Regions from separate parts of the Drosophila melanogaster genome. Here region 2 is linked to region 1. The links are chromatin contacts, called in public Hi-C maps. All regions are on one chromosome and are shown on one strand. The core of a region is the stretch at or near the end of the contact, and the rest is flanking DNA. Distances in the headings are between cores, read along the strand shown. Region 1 holds the start of Cyp28d2 (Cytochrome P450 28d2). Region 2 holds the start of lncRNA:CR44985 (long non-coding RNA:CR44985).

Region 1 (3,634 bases), core at 1,028-3,527:
TTACTTTTTATTATAAAATCTCAATTAAATCTTATATCTTGCAAGTATTTAAAATCGGATGGCCAACCTACAACCGACATGTTGCGCACTAGCAATCGAACTTGTTGCGCATGCAACATCACTGTCGAACCATGTTCGATCGAGCCTTGTTGTGGATCATCCGCAACATTTGCCTTTCTTGAGTAATAAATCTCTACTGCATTTTATTTTTTTTTTATTATCATGCATTAATCAAGGTTAATTTTAATTTTTGTTATTTCGAGCAAACAACTTCTCTTTATCCAGTTTTTTAAGCTTAAAGCTTACTATGATTATTGCTATTATTTAAAGGTCCTTAAAGTCCAGGTAAATACCACCCTTCAAGGTGGCCATGAAGAAAGTATCATCTATCTGATTGTCCGAGCGGGTTTTAGGATTAACCTTGATTTCAAAGTTCCTCAAGATTTCCACCAGAGCTGCTTTAAGTTGAGTCAGCGCAAATCGCATTCCTAAATGTAGAGATCGACTTATTGTAGTATGTGATTTTCAGATAAATTTTTATAACACCAACCTGGACAGTGACGAGGTCCATCGCCAAAAGCTAGGTAAACACCCCTGTCTCTGTAACTTTTCATACCACCTCCATTGCTCTCAAGGAAACGTTCCGGCTTGAATGTCAAAGGATCCTCATAATACTGCGGATCGTGGTGCAGAGCTTTTACCGGTATAGTAACCACATCTCCGGGTTTCAAGTGCACAGTGCGTCCGTTCTTGTTCGCAAACTCAAAGGGTTCGGTGACCAGCTTACGTGCTGCAACTTGCGGTGAAAACAAACGCAAAGTTTCTAAAATTATAAAATTTTATAATGTAGTTAAAGAAACTGAATATCAAGAGATCAAGATAGAATTTCCCACCATATATGCAGGCGTCCAGATGCGGAAGCTCGGACATTTGATCAAAGGTCAGATCCGCACTGCCAATTTCCTTGCGGACCTTATCTTGCTCCTCCGGATTACGTCCCAGCATCAGCATAATATGCGCTAGAACTAGAGCCGTAGTCTCGAATCCGTCTAGAATGAAGGTCATCGTATTTATCAGGATGTTATCCGTGTGCAGGCCCTTCTTCTCCTGCAACTGCAGCATATAGTTGAGGAAATCGTCGCGCTGTTGCTCTGGTTTTTCCAGTCTCAAAGTAATGCATCGCCGGATGATGTCCAGGAAGAACACTTCCGTTTCCTTGTTGAAGAACGGTACGCTGTAGAACTTGCGCACCTTTTGCCACAGGTTGGTAACAACGCTGTAGAAGATGAACTCAAAGGAGGTATTGAACACACGCTTTATCATTTTCAACAGCGGCGTGGGAGTGTCCGTGAAACTCTGGGCCGATACTCCCAGTCCGCAGTCGGAAACTACTTCGGTGGTGTAGCAAAGAGACAGATCCATGGCGTCCAATCCCTCGGAGGTGGCCATCTGCTGCTGTCGCCTGATATATTCCACGAACTTTTTGCATACGCTCTGCGATACTGGATAAACGGCCTTGACCTTACGGAATTCAAAGATAGAATTTTGATTGGATAGATGGTTAATGTGGTTCCTTACTCGATTGGGGGACAGTGCTGGCATGATCTCCGACCTTCTTTCCTTCCACTCGTCGCCAGTTAACACGAACGGATTGTTGCCCAATATCATGTCCGTCTTTTTGTTCACCTATGAACATTGTAATTCAGTAATGGATTATCCATTATTTACTAAACTTACGAGTACTTACAAAATTACGCCATTCATTGTTATGAAAGCTACGGAAATCGGTTGCATAGATCTTGTGTATATATTCCGGACACATGACCAGCAATTGGGGCACTCGGGTGGTAAAAACGCCCACCATATTGTCCGTGTCTTTATACTTTCTGCAAAAACAAAAAGTTCACATCAAAAAGTAACTTATATTAGCTCTAGAGAAGACTGTTCTGATTTTTACACCCATTAAGTATAAACTGCGCTTTGACTCCACTATTATACAACATAACTATAGCTTGCCCTTCTCACTCATATTGTATACATACTCATAGATATCATCAATATCGTAGGCAATATTTCGCTTTCTTGTGAAAATGCTGGGAAAACTTCCAACAAATGGCCATGTGGGAGCCGTCTTGATGCCACGTTTTCTCCAATAGTTGAAGTTCCATGTCAGAAACACGTAGACCAGAACCAACAGGGTCAGCACGAGGACAAGAAATGTAGTTACTGGGCACATGTTGGAAGCTTATGGGCTACAGATTAACGCAGGGGCCTATATTTATGCCAAAAAAATAGACACGCGCTGGAAGCAATCTAATCGTATTTTAATAAATTTCCTCTTTTAAAATTTGTTTGTTTTTTTTTAGTCTGATTGCATTAATCTCGTAGCGCTCGATCAAAAGTCAATTAAACAAGATAGGTAATAAAATATCGATAAGCATGAAACCTGTAAAACCAAAACGTATATAGTTATGTCAATAGAGCTGCAGACATAAATTCAAAGGTATAAAAAAAACAATGTGTTTTATTTTTTATTTGTTTTTTTTTTTTTTAATAATCATAATGCATATAAAGGTACAGTTGTTCACAAGAAAGGAAATCTTAAAATGCTACATAAATTATATTAACTCGATAACGGCTAATTATTTCATAACCAGATAGAAGCAGCAAAGTACACAAATTTAACATTTAAATCAAACTTAATTTTATACATAGTAAATCGTTCATAGGCCTAATAAATAAATGTATGTATTTTCTCAATAATAATTGGCCAAGCATTAAATAATAGAAAATAGTTGTAATAAACAAGTTGGATAAGTATAAGGCAAATATAATTAGGATTATCAAAAAATATTAACAACAAAATAGGTATCTTTTACTGGATGGACTTACGTCACTTGTCAATATGCATATTGCATTTTTACGATTTTTTTTTTTCAAAGAATTAATCTCTTCTTTTATGAATTCATAATATTTTTGTTTTTTGTATACGCATTTTACATTTTTTCTTTATACAGAAAATTTGTAGGTTGGTTTAGCACCGGCATAGGACACTTGCTTCGTTTTGTTCAATGCTCGTGGCACGCACGTTTTCCATTTTCTTTTCTTTGAGAGCTGGCTTCGATGGTCAATGTCTATTGGTAATTTGGAAATGAGTATCAGGAATGCTTGAAATGTCTAGGCCCCAGTGTCGGGATGGAGTTTAAGGATTGATTTCGAGCCCAGTGACCTGTGGCTGGCGCACTGGCTGCTATCCCATCTAACCCTTGGCCGTGGGAGAGATCTTGGCCTTGGGTAGAGTGATCCTTCTTGACACGGGGTCTCTTTAGAAGCCGGAGTCCAAATGGAGGTCAATGCCCACTGTTGACAGCATAGCCCTGAGTTTGGGAGAAGGACGCGCTGGAAACTAGGAACATTGGTTGCCATGAGGATCTCCAGGCGATTGGTCTATGTGGGTCATGATTTTGTCTTGGGATTTCGTTTGCCTTTCTAGCCCATCGCTGGCAGCAGGAACTTGAGATCATATCCTGCGAAAATGTTCCACGAAATTGGCAGGATGCTAATCGCAATTTTCTGCTGCCCAGGATCTCTCTAAATGCGAAAACGTGCGTTGATGAGTAAAATGTTCGTGTGC
Region 2 (3,623 bases), core at 995-3,494, 120 kb before region 1:
ATAAACCAGGTTGCAGGGCTTTTTCAAGTGCGAGTAAAGTGATAAAATCAGGAAATTCTAAAATAACGACCAGTTTGCTGCCAAATTTACATAACCAAATCGAAATCGATCGAAATGGGCATTCCGGATATCCGACTGCTGGTGACGCTGGATTTCGAGGTCTATGGACATGTACAAGGTGTGGTTTCATGGGAAATAGGAATCGGGAATCAAGCATAGCATAGCTCTCTCGAATGGTTGCCTAAAAATAAACCCTCAGTAGCTAGTTACTTTGGGGCCCCAAACTGTCCTTGGCTTTGTTTCACGCCCCATTCCACATGCACTAGAGACTATATAAAACATATACCATTGCTTTTTTCGACCGGCAGGCCTGAATCTCACGAAAGACACCCGCGATCGCTGCACCAAGGCGGGAATCACTGGCTGGGTGAAGAACAGCAAACAGGGCACCATTGTGGGCAAGATGCAGGGGCCCAAGGAGGAGGTGGACAAGATGTGAGTAAACCGGAATAGTTTACACTCTCCATGCTAATATTTTCTGATTAAATCTACTCTTAGGATCACCTGGCTGTCCACTGAGGGCTCACCCGGCTGCCAAATCGATCGCTGTGAGGTCCGGAACCAGGGCAATCTCAGCCGACTGGACTACAAGGACTTTGCCATTAGGTTTTAGATGTGGTCCGGTTTGTGTGGCCTTATAGTTTTGTGTGTTTGTTTTGTGCATTACTTGGCTAAGTTTGTAAATACGAGTAAATAATAAAGAATTTAATCATAATTTGCCTTCACATTTACTTTTGCTGGCAATACAAGATAGCTCTAAATTAAAACGCCTTCGTGCACGTACGTAGACTGAAATCTATTTAGTTTTCAATACAGAAGCGCAACTCTTGTTCTACAACATCATTTGACTTAGACTACTTGTGTTTTGGGATAACATAGCCTAGCAGGACTGGAAACGACCGGCGGCCTTCATGCGCTCGAAGGACTTGTTGGCATCGTACTTCCTGCAGGGATAATGGATAAAACAGATCAGATGATGACATTCATGTGGCATAGTTAAGCTATATTTACGAGTAGAAGTCGGCGTAGGCGGCCTTCTTGGGATCGTTGACCAGAATTTTGTAGGCGATGGTCACCACGGCGGTCAGGCCCAGGGAAACGGCCAGGTTGCGCTTGATGGTGGCATTGTGGAGGCCACGGAGCACGGGTCCGGCAGAGGAGGTGGCTGGAGTGTTGGCCATGTCGCTGAAAAGAATGAAAATCACAAAAATCAATTATATTGCTCGGTAGTTACGTAAGGTGCTCAAAGGCAGCTGCCATTAAACGCATAGCAACTAATGAATTCTCCCCAGAAATTTATGGAGTTGATATGGCCAACTGGTATGATATTTAATTACTTTTTTTAAGTTCCAAAACCCCTTGAACCGTGTTTTTTAAAGAAAAACCTTGTTATGTACTCACATTTGCAAATTCAGAATCTGAGATAGAGATGGAACCTAAAACAAATTCTATTCAATACTATCGTTTATTCGAAGAAGGTGGCAGCATTCGCGAAATTATCGATTGATCTTTGGAAAATAAATAATAAAAATATATATTAAAAAGCACTCCTAGACAATTTGACAGAATCATTTCATTTAATAATAAAATGATTTTGAGGCTAAATACGCAGAATTAAGAGAAAAGTGTGTTAAGTAATAACTTTTCAAATTTTTCATCTGGAAGCTATGAGGCCAGCTAAAATCAATAGTTTAAAGCAGGAAAAATATTTGTGAATGAAATTTATATATTGAACATGTTCAAATTATGTTACCATTATATTTATGATTGCTAAACATGTTTAAAAATAAAAGACAATATAGCAATACAATTTATTTATAAATTTATTAGCACTAATTAAATAAAATTACAATTTCCAAACAATTGACAACTCTGCTCGAGCCAAATTTCCAATACAGGCTACTTCGCAGCCCTGGTAACCACAAATATGTCGGGAAATTTAGGGAATTTCGGGCCGCGGACGTCTGGCAACACCGGCTGGAAAATAAAAATGGCTACCACTGTGTGCTTGTTATTGTTCGTGGAAATTTAATAATTACGAAGTTTTTTGTACAAAATAAACAGGATAAACGCATCGTTGCAACGCCAATTGATGGTTGAAAAACAAGCGCGAATCTTTCGACAGCAATCAGTGCGTTTATCAAGTGCCCGCACGCAATCGAACCGTGTGAAATTAAGCCCCCGAAAATCGGCTGCCCGAATGCGTGAAAATTTTCGAGTTCCGCTAAACAGGCATTACTATTTGGCCAGCGATTGTGAAATGGAGAACAGTGGGGGCCCAAACGTATTCAGTTTGCCCTAAACAACAATTGAAAAGCGGGCACGCAAGATTTCCAGCAGGAAAAGCGCTTGAAAAGTGACGCAGGAAAATCCGTATCCGCGCCCCGCACGTGTGTGTGTGTGAGTGTGTGTGTTGCAGTGCATGTGAGTGTGTGTGTTGGTGAGGCTACTACTAAAAAAAAAAGTAAAAAGCAAAAGGGGAGAAGAGAAAAAAATAATAGTGGAAAATGCCCAAAAACCCAAGTCGCAGAGGTTAAAAACTGAGTGCGGATTACATCGAAAGACAATAAACCGAAGCCATCGAGTGTCAAGCCTATAATGCAATTGGTCCAACAATTTCAATCCAAAGGACGCCACGGCGGTCAATCGAAAGCTAAATGCGAGAATTGAGCAGCGTTCTAACAATTAAACCTACGACGCGTGCGATTGTCGTGTGATGATATGCCACTTAAACAGGTGAGTTTATCGTGTTTCGCTTTTTGGTGGAGCGCAACGGAACAGCTGATTTGCGATTATTGCACTTCAAGTGGGCTTCTTTTTCCCCCCTTTTCTTGTCTGTTTTTGCCATCGCTTTTGCTCATTTTACACTTGCGTCACCCACGCACTCAGAGACGGGTATAAAAACAAAAACAATAGGCGGCGAAAAGGGTGAACTAATTGGTTGGCTTCGAGTGTATAGAATCTCGCATTTCCCGTGTTTATTTTTTCATCTCTCTTTTTCGGTTCCCCCTTTTTTATTTTATTAATCAGCCCGCCCCCTTTTTACCCCCCGCCTTAGTGCCAAGCAAGTATTTTGGTTACCTTTTCCCTCTGCCACACACACACACTTGCCCAACCAGCACACGTACACGAGCAAGCACGCACACCGGCGCACCGCCTTCCAAGAGGCCAAGAAGAAAAATGGCGACGACGTCGGGGTATCGATAACACGTCCCGCAGAGAGAAAAGGAAAACGCACGCACGCATGAGAAAATGCAACCTGTGGGCACCAGCTGCCCCGACCCGCTCCGCCCCCTTTTGGCATGCCGCGCGTGGAAAATGCAGTCAGCTGAATTGTCTTTTGGGTTACTCAATTCAAGCGCATTATCTTTGGGGACTGTTGTCGAAACAAATTGTTGTTGGAATTTCCAACGAGTGCCCTATGGCCATCCTGCTCTAGCGCCAGAGACCGCAGGGTCAAAAACAAAACGAGAAATGCAAATAACATATGCAATATATAAAAATAATTAGATTCAAGTATGGCAGATCTAGTGAAGGTAAATTATAAGTTAAATAATTAAGGT

Evidence for each region. A called contact is a pair of places that touch in the nucleus more often than the background predicts.
Region 2: a contact with region 1 is called in a Hi-C map of the S2 cell line, with 5 times the contacts expected there. A contact is called at or near these places in 10 of 107 Hi-C or Micro-C datasets (the D17-c3 cell line, the Kc167 cell line, the S2 cell line and 1 more).

The regions. Positions count from the first base shown.
Region 1 is chr2L:5,205,910-5,209,543 of dm6, reverse strand. Cyp28d2 (Cytochrome P450 28d2) reads right to left here and starts at 2,277. Exons shown (of 6, transcript NM_135067.3): 1 at 2,043-2,277; 2 at 1,748-1,886; 3 at 1,579-1,686; 4 at 894-1,521; 5 at 551-823; 6 at 199-488. The coding sequence starts at 2,236. The coding sequence ends at 325. Msp300 (Muscle-specific protein 300 kDa) reads right to left here. Exons shown (of 28, transcript NM_001201767.2): 28 at 2,542-3,634. It also overlaps sncRNA:158.
Region 2 is chr2L:5,325,125-5,328,747 of dm6, reverse strand. It overlaps lncRNA:CR44985 (long non-coding RNA:CR44985), which reads right to left and starts at 2,244. Exons shown (of 2, transcript NR_124085.1): 1 at 2,100-2,244; 2 at 1,916-2,037. It overlaps Ncoa6 (Nuclear receptor coactivator 6), which reads left to right and starts at 2,065. Exons shown (of 6, transcript NM_001258955.2): 1 at 2,065-2,796. The coding sequence starts at 2,782. cype (cyclope) reads right to left here and starts at 1,521. Exons shown (of 3, transcript NM_001258957.2): 1 at 1,462-1,521; 2 at 1,072-1,245; 3 at 779-1,004. The coding sequence starts at 1,241. The coding sequence ends at 941. CG14022 reads left to right here. Exons shown (of 3, transcript NM_135078.2): 1 at 1-178; 2 at 369-495; 3 at 559-773. The coding sequence starts at 115. The coding sequence ends at 673.